2 separate regions of the Sus scrofa genome follow, and region 2 is linked to region 1. A link is a contact called in public HiChIP or PLAC-seq data. All regions are on one chromosome and are shown on one strand. The core of a region is the stretch at or near the end of the contact, and the rest is flanking DNA. Distances in the headings are between cores, read along the strand shown.

Region 1 (7,780 bases), core at 2,489-4,988:
GCCCGGGAACTTCCACATGCCATGGCTGCCACCAAAATATTTTTTAGAAAAGAAAAAAGACAGAGGATGACAAACGTAGAAGAGGACGTGGAGAAATCAGAACCCTCATGGAGTTCCCATCGTGGCTCAGTGGTTAACGAATCCAACTAGGAACCATGAGGTTTCGGGTTCCACGCCTGGCCTTGCTCAATGGGTTAAGGATCTGGCGTTGCTGTGAGCTGTGGTGTAGGTTGCAGACATGGCTGGGATCTGGCATTGCTGTGGCTGTGGTGTAGGCCAGTGGCTGTAGCTTCAGTTGGACCCTTAGCCTCGGAACCTCCATATGCCGCAGGAGCGGCCCTAGAAAAGGCAAAAGGACAAAAAAGAAAAAAAATCAGAACCTTCATATACATATACCACTGCTGGTGGTAAAAAGACACAGCTGCTTTGGAAGTCTGTCAGTTCTTCAAAATATTAAAGACAGAGTTACCACATGACCCAGAAAATTCCACTCTGATACATACCCGAGAAAAATGAGAACATGTCCACACAAAAACTTGTGCATGACTGTTCATAGCAGCATTATTAATAATAGCCAAAAAGTGAAAACAATTCAAATGTCCATCAACTAATGAATAAAGTGTAACATATCCATGAAATGGACTATTCAGCCATTTAGAATAAAGAAATGATATAAAGTACAACTTGGATAAAGCTTGAAAACATTATGCTAAATGAAAGAAAACAAAGACTAAAAGCCACATATTGTATGATTTGTATATAAAATACCCCAAATGGGAGTTCCCGTCATGGTTCAGCAGTTAGCAAACCCGGCTAGCATCCATGAGCATGCAGGTTCAATCCCTGGCCTTGCTCAGTGGGTTAAGGATCTGGCGTTGCCCTGAGCTGTGGTGTAAGTCACAGACGTGGCTCTGATCCCACATTGCTATGGCTCTGGTGTAGACCAGCAGCTACAGCTCTGACTCGACCCCTAGCCTGGGAACCTCCACATGCTGCAGATGCGGCCCTAAAAAGACAAAAAAATAATAGTAACAAAAATTAAAAAATAAAATACCCCAAATGGGCAAATCCATAGAAACAAAAAGGAGATTAGTGTCTAGGCTGCAGGAGATTGGGAGAAAATAAAGAATAACTGCTAACAGATCCTGTTTCCTCTTGGTGCCTTAAGTTTTTCATGTGCAAAACAGATATAACTCAGAGTTCACATTGTGGCACAGCAGAAACAATTTGATTAGTATCCATGAGGATGAGGGTTTGATCCCTGGCCTCGCTCAGTGAGTCAGGGATCCAGTGTTGCTGTGAGCTGTGGTGTAGGTAGAAAACGAAGCTCGGATCCCGCATTACTGTGGCTATGGTGTAGACTGGCAGCTGTAGCTCCAATTCAACTCCTAACCTGAGAACTTCTACATGCCATGCATACAGCCCTAAAAAGCAAAAAAAAAAAAAAAAAAAAAAACCTAGATATAGCTCTACTCCCTGACAACATCAATAAAAATGTATGACGATCTTGGGATTAAGATATGTAAAATTGAGATATTAAACAAAATATGTATACAAAAGTAAGTACAGACAGGAAATGATACAATGACACAATGCAAATCTAAGTTACAGAAAGGCTTCTGCAAAGAGCTGTCTACAATTCACATTAGAGCCTCAAATGGTAAAGAAAATTAAAGGGAAGGAGGAAGGTCATTTTAAGATGGGAAAGAATTTGGCAGAAGAAAAAGCATATGATTATTATCAACCTGAAGACTGGAATCATCTCTTACTCATCTTTGTATTTCCCCACAGCACTTAGTACAGGGTATGCCTTCAATAAATGTAGGCTAACTGGATGGGAGTTAACAACAAGAGGCAGATGCCTATGAGTGGATACAGAAAACAATTATGATCCACAGGACTGAGCATCAAAACTAAGAATCGAGGGGTTCCCGTCGTGGCTAAGTGATAACGAACCCAACTAGGATCCATAAGGACTCGGGTTCGATCCCTGGCCTCTCTCAGTGGGTTAAGGATCCAGCACTGTCATGAGCTGTGGTGTAGGTCACAGACACGGCTCGGACCCTAGTCTGGGAACTTTCATATGCTGCGGGTGTGGCTCCAAAAAACAAAAAACAAAAAACTAAGAATGGATCAGTGCGGATTATAGCAGGGTAATAATGAGTCCCAGATTCAGTGTCCCTGATTCAGTGTAAACAGAAGTGAATGAAATGATCTGAACTCTAAACACTACAGAAAGGTACAAAAGGCAGCACTGCCGTCACCTGGAATACACATTTATTGTGAACCAAACAATTTCTGTTGTGTTTTCTTCTTGATGTTATAAACTGTCTTCTACATCCTTAACACCCTGTGAGAGTGTGTGATTAATGGCTGCATATATACCAGAACTGATTTAACTGTAAAACTGTTATAAAAGTTTATCAAGAGAGGGCAAAAGCACTCTTCCTTAGGGCTTGAAAACACAAATGTCACTACCAGTCAAATATGTGATTTGCCTTTTTGACATCTGGAGAAAAAAAAAAGAACTATTTTATGTCTTAAAAAAAATGCACTCCCCTTCTGGCACAGTGGATTGAAGGATCCTGCGTAGCCACAGAGGGTAGATCACAACTGCAGCTCAGATTCAATCCCTGGCCTGGGAACTTCCATACCCTTAAAAAAAGCAAAAAAGAAAAGGAAAGAAAGAAAGAAAAAAGGAAAGGAAAGGAAAGAACGAAAGAAAGATGGAAGGAAGGAAAAAAAAAGACATAAGCAAACCCAACAAAAATGGCATAAATGTTTCCACATGGCTAAGTCTTAAAATGCATTATGAACCATTTAAACTAAGAAACTGGAGGCAAAAAAAGGTGGTTACCTCAGACTGTACACTGGTGGGGAATCAGGGAGCCTGGACTAAAAGCCTGATCTAACAGGGAAAATGGCCCTCCCACTCAACATTTCAATGTTAAGAGGATCTCTTCCGGGCCTTCAAGCCCTGTCTTCATTCCTAAATCTACACAGAGCTTTCATTCACTGCAGTTACTCAGCACCACCATCGTAGTCGGGCGCAGGGCTAAGTGAAGGGAATACTACAGCACGGTCTCGGCCATCAAAAAGTTCACCCCCGCCCACCTACCCCACCTCCCCAGCAAGATTTGCAAACGAACAGTTACTCCACAAAGTGATCATCTATACTTCTGAAAGGAAGTAGAGGAAGGACTGAATAATAACTGAGTTGAGTCTTAAAAGGTGGGGCAGCCCATTTCAGCAAACAGAAGGGCGTGGTAAAAGGAACAGGGCAGAGCCGGAATCTGTTTGAGACGCAGAGAAGCTGGTGGCGTGAGAACGCCGCACAGCAAGTGATAGGGTGGGGTCGGGGGGGATCTCGAAGTTGCCGGTGGAGCCAGAGGCCGGGCCTTGGGAGGGAGAGGCCCGCCGCCTCCTTGGGCCCATTCCCCGCCGTCGGTTCCAGACCAGCCCACCCCCGCTCTACGCCCCGTGACAAGCCGAGCAAACTCCGCGAGGAGGCGGTGCGACCAGGGGTGGAAACAACCCCAGACCCCGAGGTCCCAGACGCTGCCCGGCTAGCTGCCCGCACCTTGCCAAGTAGTCGTCTCAGACCCTCGCTGTCGAATTCCATGTCCAGCCGGGACCGCAAGGACGGTTCTGCCACCCCAGCACCCGATCTCCTTACACACCTTCCCTGGACGGCGGCCGCCGAGGACCAAACTTCCCGACCGGTCCAAGGCCCCGCCCCTTCCCAGACTCGAAAGTCCACTTGTGTCCAATGCTCCAGGCTCGCCCAGGCTCCGCCTGGAGTCTGACCACCGCTCCACCCTGATCGCCGTCAGAAACGCGTGAGCGCCGAGAGGACCACGACCCAGCTTGCTGGAAAGGAAACTTGGGGACATCTGTGAAGAGAGGAATAGGAAGTCCAAGGAGGAGCACGAAAGGAGGTAGAAGTTATTGGCACTGTTCTCGGAGAGTTTCGAAAAGGTGATGTTAAATACAGCGCAGTAGGGAGAAAGATCAAGACCCCAAATTGTGGTTGGATTTAGGAAGGAAGAGGTAATGGAACTTAAAAAGCAAAATTTCGGGGGGCTAGAAAGGAAGACGGAGGCAGCAGGAGTCTTGTCAGAACTGGGAGATAAGACAGCTGAGTGAGGGTGATGCAGCATTGCCAGGAGGGGTTGCCTTTTGCGGGGGAGGGGGGAGCGGAGCATAACCAGGTTGGTGGCAGACAGAGGAAAAAGTCAGCTGTCAAAAAGAGTTTGAAAACAAAAGAAAGTAAATTGGTGGATAAGGTCGTCTGGAGAAGGAAAAAACAAAAAGATGCAATTTGCTGGCTTTCTTTGGTCTCCTTGAGTCAGTTACTTACCTGCTTTGCATCCCTGGCTTGAGCCAGTGTGCCTACAAAGTCCCCAGGGGCTGGCTATTTTAACTGTCTGAGAGGTTGGGTGGGATGGAGGGTGATTATAGTTATAGGAAGAGCCAGAGATAGGAATGCTGTGACTCCATTAGGAGAAGAAAGTGAAAGGCTGGAAGGAGCACTTACTAATTCAGCAAACTTTTGTTGAGCCTTGGCTATTTGCTAGATATTGTTGGGGAGGAAGAAATTTTCCTCTACTCTTCTGGGTTCTTCTGGCTGATCTAAGAGTGGAATTGACAGGAGGTAATAACAAGAGAAAATTAAACAAAAGTTCATAACACTGTATACTTGGGAAAGACCCAGGAGAACTGAGTAACTGGCCGAAATGGCAGAAGCCCTCACCATAAATACCACCTTCAGCAAAAAGCAAGAGAGGACATTGGGGGCCTTGTTTTGTCTCATTTTTGTCATGGTCTGAGTGACCCTTCCTGATGTTGGTGTTCTGAGAGATTGTTTATATCCAGCAGGAGACAACAGGAGCCAGGCTGTGAGGGTCAGGTCAGCTTCTAACAAGCCTAAGACCTAGCTGGCTCAGTCCAGTTTCCAGATGTCAGAGGCTGCTTTTTTTTCTCTCTCAGGCTTTTGCCCTGAGAGAAGAGGAAGCCACTGGAGGGTTTTAAACAGAGGAGTGACACAATCTGACTGAGTTATAAAAGACTAAGTCTGACTACTGTGTTGTGAAGAGACTGCGGTGTGTGTGGTGGGGCAAGAGTCAAAGCTGGGAGACCAGGTAGGAGACGAGAAGCTTGAAGGATAAGAGGCCTGTTAAGAGCACCTCAGCCAGATCCAACAAACCTCAGAAACCATGGAACGTCCAGGGATTCTAAGATCTAACAGATCCTGTCTGAAATCCATTAATCAAGAACAAGCTATCAAGTTAGAGTAAGGCCCGAGCAAATGTCTTCAATCTTTTATGAAGAACCTTTTGTGGGAGAGACGTTTCATCCGAGCCACCAATTCTCTTCTGGTTTAATCACTGTGAATGAATTACAGGCACTATGAAGACTTCATGCCCGTGTGTGTGTGTGGTGTGTGTGTATGTGTGTGTATGAGAGACTTCATGCCTGCATGTGCATTTGTGTGTGTGTGTAGCTGTCTTTTCCTATGTAGAAGGTACATTGTTATGTGCTTTATTGCAGTTAATTTTTACAAAACCCTATGACTTAGATGGAATTATTATCATTATCTGAGGTTTACTGATGAGCAAGCTGAGGGTTAGTGAAGTATTGCTTATGTCCTTGTTTCTCTGATCCTGTCAAATAAGAGATGTATTACTTGTTTTGAGGGAGAAAAGCTTTCAAAATTAAATATGTATATGTACACATCGATTTTAACATTTATAGCTATTTGAAAAGAGCGTGAATGTAAAAAGGGTACACTTTAAAATAGAGGCTATCTGGTATAATCGGCCCTATTTTACAGATAGGGAAACAAAGACTCAAATGTTTGCAGAAGGTGATGTCAGAGACCATGTTCCTAATGTTCTGCGCATTGTGCTGCCTCTCACTCGGTGTGAAATTGTGTTGAAATTTTGTGATTAATAAGCTCTAGGAAACTGGAATTCTGTACCTATATGTGCTTGATCATCAGAGGAAGACTATGCCGCAGAAACATTGGCTGACTGCCAGTAGGACCCACCCTCATCTCCTGTAACTGGTGCTTTTAGATCCTATCAACTAACCAGGCTGAAACATTCACTCTTCCCCAAGCATGTGTGTCTTGCTTGCTTCCTGCCTTAGTGCCTGACTGGGTTTTGTTTTTTTTTTTTTTAGAGTCACACCCATGGCATGTGGAAGTTCCCAGGCTAGGGGTCACATTGGAGCTACAGCCACCGACCTACACCACAGCCACAGCAACGTGGGATTGGAGCCGTGTCTGCAACCTACACCACAGCTCATGGCAATGCCGAGTCCTTAACCCACTGATCGAGGCCAGGGATCGAACCTGCATCCTCATGGATCCTAGTCGGGTTGGTTAACTGCTGAGCTAGGATGGGAACCCCATGAATGGGGTATTTTTTATGGTCCTGCTGTACCTGTCTACCTCCATCTGCATCCCTCTTTCTGTCCCCTCTAGCTGAAGCCCTGTCAGATAGTGATCAAATCTCAATTATCTCTATGTTCCCAAAGCCTAGGATGCTTGAATTGATGCATGTCTTCTTTCTTCTAATGTTCGGTAAAGCAGATAAAAAATAAGCCTTCAATAGAAAGTTTACTGAGTGAATGAAAGTGTAAGGTGACCTAAGCCATAAGGAGAAGATGATGTAGGTACAGTTCTGGTTCTCAGACCTGAGTTTCAAGCTTTTCAAAAAAAAAAAACAAACATATATAGGAGTTCCCATCGTGGTGCAGTGGTTAACGAATCCAACTAGGTTTCGGGTTCCATCTCTGGCCTCGCTCAGTGGGTCGGGGATCTGGCATTGCCATGATTTGTGGTGTGGGTCGAAGATGCAGCTCGGGTCCCCCGTTACTGTGGCTCTGGCGTAGGCCGGTGGCTGCAGCTCCGATTAGACCCCTAGCTCAGGAACCTCCTTATGCCGCGGGAGTGGCTCAAGAAAAGGCAAAAAGACAAAAAATAAAATTAAATTTAAAAAAATATATATATATATATGTTAACAGGAGTTCTCTTGTGGTTCAGTGGGTTAAGGATCTGGCATTGCCACTGCAGTGGCTCAAGTACAACACACCCAGAAATGACAGAGATGATAGATTTGCAACAGGATTCTTAAAATCTTTGGTATCAATCTCATAAATAGGCTTAAGGATGTCAAGGATAACATGAACATGGTGTGGAGAAAAATGAAAGAATTAAAAAAAGAAATTGAGGAGTTCCCGTTGTGGTGCAGCTGAAGCGAATCCAACTAGTATCTGTGTGGATGTGGGTTCCGTCGCTGGAATGGACATAGCTCAGATAGCTCAGATCCAACCCCTAGCCTAGGAACGTCCATAGCCCACGGGTTTGGCCCTAAAAAGCAGCAAGCAAGCAAGAAAGAAACTGAACTTCTAGAGGTGAAAAATACAACGTCAAATTAAAAATACACTGTATGGGATTAACAGAAGATTAGAAGATCAGGGGGAAAGAAGAGTGAACTTGAAAGAGACAGCAATGGAAACTGTTGAAAATGAAATACAAAAAGAAAAAAAAAACGGAGTACCAGCAAGCCGTGGGACGTTATCATACAGATTCCTGGTCTAGTACGTACATAATGGAGGTCATGGAAAGGGAAAGGAGGGGACAGAAAAATATTTGAAGAAACAGTAGCCAACCATTTTTCCAATTTGATGAAAACCATAAACACAGATTCAAGAAGTTCACCAAACCTCGACAGAAGAAACATACAGAAAATTACACAAAGCCACCTCAAAATAA
Region 2 (7,780 bases), core at 1,511-4,010, 400 kb before region 1:
GAAGAAGAGCTGAGAAGGTCTTTAAGGGATGTTTGATTGTGCAATGAACCTCTACCTGGAAAAAGACAGGAAACCCTCTGCCCAGGGCTTGAGAACAAAGGTGACTCTGAGGAAGGCTGCAGACTCAGGATGCCTGCAACCTAGTCAAGGGGAGAAAGTCACCCCTGTGGACAAAGTGAGGACAACTGGGTCTGAATACATCTGACTGTCTGGGGCATACTTGGCACCTGGGCGCCTGTCAGAACTCAGTCAGCAGGAGATGAAGGTGAGTTCCTTAAGAGAACAAGGGAATCAGATGCAGAGAAAGGGCAACTGCCCCACCAGCTCCAAAGTTCAGTGTCCCCTCCAATAAAATAGAGGCGTATTGCCTCCCTCAGAGTGGTTATCCGGAAGAACCAAGGAAATACAGGTCAACTTCTAGAACACTGTATATGTCACTTCTCTGGTCCTTAGGAATGAGTGAAACAAAAGAAAAAGGAACAGAAAGAACTGGGAGTTCCCGTCATGGCTCAGGAGAAATGAATTTGACGAGCATCCATGAGAATGAGGGTTCCATCCCTGGCCTCACCGCTTAGTGGGTTAAAGATCCAGCGTTGCTATGAGTTGCAATGTAGGTCACAGATGCGGCTTGGATCTGGCATTGCTGTGCCTGTGGTGGAGGCCAGCAGTTACAGCCTTGATTCGACCCCTAGCCTGGGAACCTTCATATGCTGGGGTGTACCCCTAAAAAGACAAAAAAAAAAAGGAAACAGAATGAACTAAGATGAGGAGCAGAGAGCTAGAATATGATCAGCTAGAATAATTAAATGGCAGTTAAAGAAGAAACTTATCAGGGAAAAGGGGAAAATCTAATGTAGAGTTATAACCACGGCTTATATAAAGGCTCCATAAGATAACATCTTCATTTTATATATTTGTTGTTTCTGGCATTTGGAAAGATAGTTTTGTTGAGAGGTATGATATTCCTACCATACTTATTCCCACTGAGTTACTCACTTAAATAGATCCTTTGAGTCTAGACTGCCCTAAGAACTATTTTCAAAGAGTTCCGTAGTGGCCTAGAGGTTAGGGATCTGGTGTTGTCGCTGCTGTCGCTCAGGTTCAGTCTCTGGCCTGGGAATTTCCTCATGCTACAGGCACAGCCAAAACAAAATAGTATTTCCAAAATGCCTGGCATATCTTGTCACATAAGGGTAGCGAATCCAGGGATACAGCGCACACTTCAGTGTGCACAAAAATCAGCTGAGGGTTCTTGAAAAAGGTCATATTTTCAGTGTCAGCCCCAGTGATTGTGATTCAGTGGAAGAGGTGAGTGTGGACCTAGGCGCCTGCCTTCCACAAAGCACCCCAGACCACGGTGGCCCTAGAACAACCCTTTGAAAAATATTGACCCAAGCGATGAAAAGATATTTTTAGCTGGTCTGTGAGAATTTAGCCAGAATTCACAGCACCCTATTAAAACAATTCAAAAACTGTCACGGTGAAATAATAACATAAAATAATTTTGTGAAACAAGCAAATTTTTGCCACTTGACTCAGGCTAGTGAGGTAGACCTATCTCTCACTATAGGTTTCTGGCCAGGTCCCAGCCCCAGTACAACCATCATCAATGTTATTCATTATGTTTTTATTGTGGGGAGAGCTCTGTAGAGTTGCCTTCCAAAGGCACCATGTCCCCCACTATTTGCCATTTATTTGCTCAGATAAAGAGCGGACATGTGTTCGCACATCCCTCACTCTCCCACCTGTACTTTCATCTGGGAGGCAGTCAAGTACCACCGTTACTGGCACGGTCTGGGGAGCTCAACGACCTGAGTTAAATCCTGCTCTGCCTGAGGACTTTCTTAGGTGTCTTAGCCTCTTGGTGCCCCTGTTTCTATTAAGGCATAATGGTCCCTACGTTGCAGGACTAAAGGATTAAAACCCGAGAATGAAACAAGTTATTCGTACATATTAAGCTCTTAGAGCAGTGCCTAGAAGGTATTAACAGCTCAGTGATTTGGGTCATAATTACTAGATGGATGGGGAGTGTGAACACTCACTCCCCATCTGATGCCCCCCAATTCCTGACTACCTGAGACGTGGAAATGTGCTGTCCCTGGTTCCCACGAGGGGGCAGCAGAGCCACACTTGTATTTAGGGACCATGCACCCCCCTGACCCAGATCTGTTTCTCACTCCAGCTGAAACTTGGGGCCCACATTTTATGTGATCTCAGGCTTGGGGATCCATACAAAAGATTTCAAAGCTGGCCCCAAGAGCCTGGGGAAGTGCTACCATAAAAACTAAGCTCCTTTTCTGCTAACTTATGGCTTTTTGCCCTGAGGGGATGTGGCCTCTGCTCAGATGAATCATAGGAGCAGTCTTTTTTTTTTCTTTTTGCCTTTTCTAGGGCCGCTCCTGCAGCATATGGAGATTCCCAGCCTAGGGGTCGAGTGGGAACTGTAGCCGCTGGCCTACGCCAGATCCAAGCCGCATCTGCAACCTACACCACAACTCATGGCAACGCCAGATCCTTAACCCACTGAGCAAGGCAGGGATCGAACCCGCAACCTCATGGTTCCTAGTCAGATTCATTAACCACTGAGCCACGACGGGAACTCCATAGGATCAGTCTTTTGCAGCCTACTTCCCCCTACCCCAAACTCCAGCCCATCCTTCAGTCCTGACCTTGACCAGCTTCCTTGAGGAATGATGCCCATCTCTGGCTGCTGACACCCAGGATCAGGAAGCAGAAAATGATGCCCGTGGAAAGCTTCATCCTGCTGCAGAGAGATGAGCAGACACAACCAAGGATGAAAGGTATGGGGTGTTTTGGGGAATGTTGACCCATCCTTGCATTCCCAAAATAAATCCCACACATTTTATCTCTCTATATATAGATATAGATACAGATACAGATGGATGGATAGATAGATTGTATTTCAGAGGATCCAGTTCTCATTTCCACGTGTCTCACTGGAATACCAGTAATTTACTATAGGAGGGATTTCAGTGAGCTTTTAGTTTAAACCACTTTCCACTCCAATCATGCCTTATCAGCCCTGAAACCCAACTGCACAGTAAGTTTCCAGGAGGCATTAGGGGGTTTTGTGCACTGCACCTCTCTAATGTGAAATGAGGTAACCAGTGCACGAGTATTTATAAAACACCTGCTCTGCTCATCACTGACTTCACACAGAGAAGCACCTGATGAAACCCCAACCCAAAAGTATTCACATCTTGTAAATTCGGATCATCAGGATAGTAGACTCAGGAAGGAAGCAGAGAGCTGGGATGCAGCACGAAACGCTGGTGAAGAGAGAAGGTCTCCAAGGAGGAGAAGCATTGGAAAGTTCTAGCCCCTCACCTTTGGCTGTGCCTTCCTGCCAAGGCTCCTGGTGAAGCTGAGCTGCCAGTGCCGCCTTCCTGTGAGGAGCAGCTGGTGCTTTATATACCAACACTTGGCTAGTGGAGCAACTGAGAAGGCAGGTTTGAAGGAAGAAAAAAAAAAAAAAAAAAGAAAGAAAAACAAAGAAATTTGGGAAATCCCTCTTGGCCAGAATACAGCATCCAAAACAGCAGAGTTTATTCTTCACACTCTAATTTTCCTGGGTTGTGCAATCAGACCGCTTTCAGGAGTGTAGCAAGTTGGGATTTTTCTGCCCATTTCCAGTCTCACTCCTGGTGGGGAAAGATGATTTTCCCTCCACACTAATGGACTGACATTTGCTGTGAAGAGGAACCAATGTTAGAAAAAAAGGGCTGACAGTCTAAAGAATGTAAGAATGTAAAGAACCATTGTGGCACAGTGGAAATGAATCCAACTAGGAACCAGAGGTTACAAGTTCGATCCCTGGCCTTGCTCAGTGGGTTAAGGATCCAGCGTTGGTGATCTGTGGTGTAGGTCGCAGATGTGGCTCAGATCCCGCATTGCTGTGGCTGTGGTGTGGCCAGCAGCTGTAGTGCCGATTCAGCCCCTAGCCTGGGAACCTCCATATGCCATGGGTATGACCATAAAAAGCAAAAAAAAAAAAAAAAAAAAAAAAAAAAGTGAGAGTACAGGGCAAATGGAAGAGCAGGACGGGGCACTGTGAGACACAGCTCAGGATGCAGCTGGGACCCCAAGGTACAGGAGTAGGAAAGAAGGAAATAGAAACGGAGGAAAACCAAACTTCCAGCAGCCACACAGGGGGGCTCAGCGCTGACTAAGGGAGGCCTCCACTCAAGTGTATTTATGAGCAGATGCCATTTGATGGCAGGTTTATTTGGAGATCACTGCAGCCCAGGAATGTGGAACTATAGTGCAGAATTTGTTACAATGCTATTTAGAAATGACACATCATAAAAATCATTAGAGGAGTTTCCCTATGGCTCAGCAGTAACAAACCTGACTGGTATCCATGAGGATGTGGGTTCAATCCCTGGCCCCACTCAGTGGGTTAAGGACCCAGCATTGCCATGAGCTGCAGTGTAGGTCGCAAGCGCGGCCCAGATTCCACCTTGCTGTGGTTGTGGTGTAGGCCTGCAGCTGCTGCTCCCATTTTCCTCCCTAACCTAGGAACGTCCATATGCCACAGTTATGGCCCTAAAAGGAAAAAAAGAAAAGAAAATCAGGAAATGGCCATTGCCAGGCCCACTTACCTTCCCCAGTCTTGTCCTTTCATCCAAAAGGGATTTTTTTTTTTTTTTTTGAGCCATACCCACAGCATATGGAAGTTCCCAGGCTAGGGGGTCAAATCAGAGCTACAGCTTCCAGCCTACACCACAGCCACAGCAACGCTGGATCTGAGCCAAATCTGCAACCTACACCAGAGCTCACAGTAATGCCAGATCCTTAACCCACTGAGTGAGGCCAGAGATTGAACCTGGGTCCTCATGGATGCTAGTCAGATTCCTTTCTGCTGAACCACGACATAAGCTCCCAAAAGTGACATTTTAAAGACCATGGATTTCACCAGAGAAGAAAGGGTGATGCGTGTGTACATGGCAGAGACAGTGGGGGATGCAGAGGACATCAGCACTGTCCCTTCTAATAACAGAACCCTGGCTGGGGCCTGTGGACAGCAGCAGGGCAGTAAGGCCCAGCCCAGGGACACCACCTCAGGACTTTCTCCTGAGTATTTACAGGAGAAAAGGAATGTGAGCCAAGCATTGGAGACACAGGCAAGTGACCTACAAGACTGACTAATACAAGCAAATCATGGAGACTTGACAGCTGACCTGTTGGAAGGTGGTAAATAACAGTCAGGAACCTGTGCTCAACTAATTATGCCAAGAAAAACAAGGATGAAGAACTTCCAGTTTGTGATAAGACTCTGGGAAATATGAGTAGGATGTTAGAACGAAGAGCACTGGCCCAGGAGGGAGCAGATCAGGTGAAGGATACACTGGTGTCTGGGAGTCCCTTAGATCAGGGCCCGTCAAGATTAGGATAATGCTAATTGGTCAGTGGTTAACGAATCCGACTAGGAACCATGAGGTTGTGGGTTCGATCCCTCCCCTCGCTCAGTGGGTTAAGGATCTGGCATTGCCGTGAGCTGTGGTGTAGGTCACAGACGCAACTCGGATCCCGAGTTGCTGTGGCTCTGGCATAGGCCATTGGCTACAGCTCTGATTAGACCCTTAGCCTGGGAACCTCCATATGCTGAGGGAGCAGCCCTAGAAAAGATTAAAAAAAAAAAAAAGATTAGGATGATGCCTCTTTCTGGGTTTGGGTCCCATTTCATTCCTTGTAGGTATAATGACATGAACATGGGGGACAGTTAACTGTCTAAAGGATTTCTCGGTCCCTTTGATTCTTATCCAGGGCTAAGCTAAGCAACCTTCACGTATTCCCAAGACAACTTACATCCTTGGGAAAGGTGGGGTTCCCTGTGGTGGGGGTAGCCCAGGTCCCTGAGCCAGCCTGGCTCACTTGGTCCCAGGAGTAGTCATGGTGGGTGAAGGATGCGTTGTCAACCACCCACAACCAGGGGCCCTGGGCGTGCACGGTGGCTGCTTCACAGAGGAGGCTGTGATGTCCACACCCTCCTCCTACTTTCCTGGGGCAGAATCCTGGGCCAGCGCCCACCACATCCTGTTACGGTTTGTTTGCACTCAGCCATTCAATGCTGGAAATCCCTCCCCACCTCAGGTCAGGCCAGTCACTGTCTTCTTTGATAGAATCTTCAGAGAGAAAAAGCACGTACAGTTTCTAGACACCAAGTCAAGCATTGCAAATTCCCTTCCTTTGTTACGTAATGTGCTCTGTCTTCCTGGAACAGACACACATTTTCTTGCAGGACTTCACTTAGAACAGTGGACAACAGCAGCAGTCAGCTATTTTCACTTGTTTCTCCTGCAAAAGAAAGCTGTCCTGTGATGGCAATGTCAGAGTCTTCAGGCCTTAAAGAGATTTCCTAGGAGTCTCCCATGAGTCTCCTGGTTTGCAGAGATTGTCTCTGTTAGGCTTATTGTCCCAGCTTAATTTTTAATAGCAACAATCAGTAGTTTTGCTCTTGAAAATAATTGGTTTACGTAATAAATTAGATGGAACCCTACCTCTAACAGCCATGTGTGACAAGGGTATTGAGAAGCTTAGGGGACCTGCATTTTCTCTTATTTTTTGTATTTTATACTTTTAATTTCTTTTTTTTTTTCCTTAGGGCCACACCTGTGGCATATGGAAGTTCCCAGGATAGGGGTCAAATCAGAACTGCAGTTGCCGGCCACAGCTACAGCCATGCAATGAGGCTACATCTTCGACGTATGCCACAGCTTGTGGCAAGGCTGGATCCTTAACCCACTGAGTAAGGCCTGGGATCGAACCCACATCCTCACAGAAATTATGTTGGGTTCTTAATCCGCTGAGCCACAATGGGAACTCTTATTTCTAATTTTCTTTATTAAACTATCGTTCATTTACAATATTATGCCAATTTCTGCTGTACAGCAAAGTGACCCATCATACATATATACATTCCCTTTCTTTCTTTCTTTCTTTCTTTCTTTCTTTTTTTCTTTTTTTGGTCTTTCTTAGTGCCACACCCATAGCATATGAAAGTTCCCAAGCTAGGGGTCAAATCAGAGCTGGGGCTGGAGCTGCCAGTCTACACCACAGCCACATGGGATCCTCAATCCACTGAACGAGGCCAGGGATCAAACCCGAGTCCTCATGGATACTAGTCGAATTTTTTACCTCTGAGCCACCACGGGAACTCCATTCTCTTTCTTATGTTATCTTCCATCATGGTCTACCCCAAGATGCATTTTCTGCTATAATTAATTTAAGTGGAAGAGAAGAACACTAAGGCTATGAAGAATCAGAAAAAAGAAAAACCAACCAAAAAGCTTCACAGGTTATCATGCCTATGAATGGCATTTTGATGAACATTAAAGCTTACCTTTGTTGTAGTTTTTTTTTTCTTTTTCTCAATTAGGAGCCATCTTTTAAAGTGGAAAACCATCTTTTTTTTTTTTTTTTTTTTTTTTTTTTTTTTTTTTGCTTTGCTTTTTAGGGCCGCACCTGTAGCATATGGAAGTTCCCAGGCTAGGGATCAAATTGGAGCTATAGCTGCCAGCCTACACCACAGCCACAGCAATGCCAGATCCAAACCACATCCATGACCTACACCACAGCTCACAGCAATGCTGGATCCTTAACCCACTGATCGAGGCCAGGGATCGAACCTGTGTCCTCATGGATACTAGTCATGTTTGTTTCCACTCCACCACAGTGGGAACTCATGGAAAACTATCTTATTTATTCCTCAGACAAGCAATCCTTTAACTTAAGGATTTTACTCAAGTTACAGAATACA

The links. HiChIP or PLAC-seq counts read pairs in DNA pulled down with a chosen protein or histone mark.
Region 2: an H3K27ac HiChIP or PLAC-seq map of alveolar macrophages shows a contact between it and region 1. The contact joins the promoter of SAA3 here to the promoter of UEVLD in region 1. A contact is called at or near these places in 1 of 5 promoter capture datasets (liver) and 1 of 2 datasets of contacts at active chromatin or transcription factors (alveolar macrophages).

What each region holds. Positions count from the first base shown.
Region 1 is chr2:40,613,044-40,620,823 of Sscrofa11.1, reverse strand. UEVLD (ubiquitin-conjugating enzyme E2 variant 3) reads right to left here and starts at 3,738. Exons shown (of 12, transcript XR_002341551.1): 1 at 3,581-3,738. It overlaps LOC100523888 (a long non-coding RNA gene), which reads left to right and starts at 3,734. Exons shown (of 2, transcript XR_002341553.1): 1 at 3,734-3,978.
Region 2 is chr2:41,017,064-41,024,843 of Sscrofa11.1, reverse strand. It overlaps SAA3 (serum amyloid A-3 protein), which reads right to left and starts at 2,760. Exons shown (of 3, transcript NM_001044552.1): 1 at 2,670-2,760. The coding sequence starts at 2,760.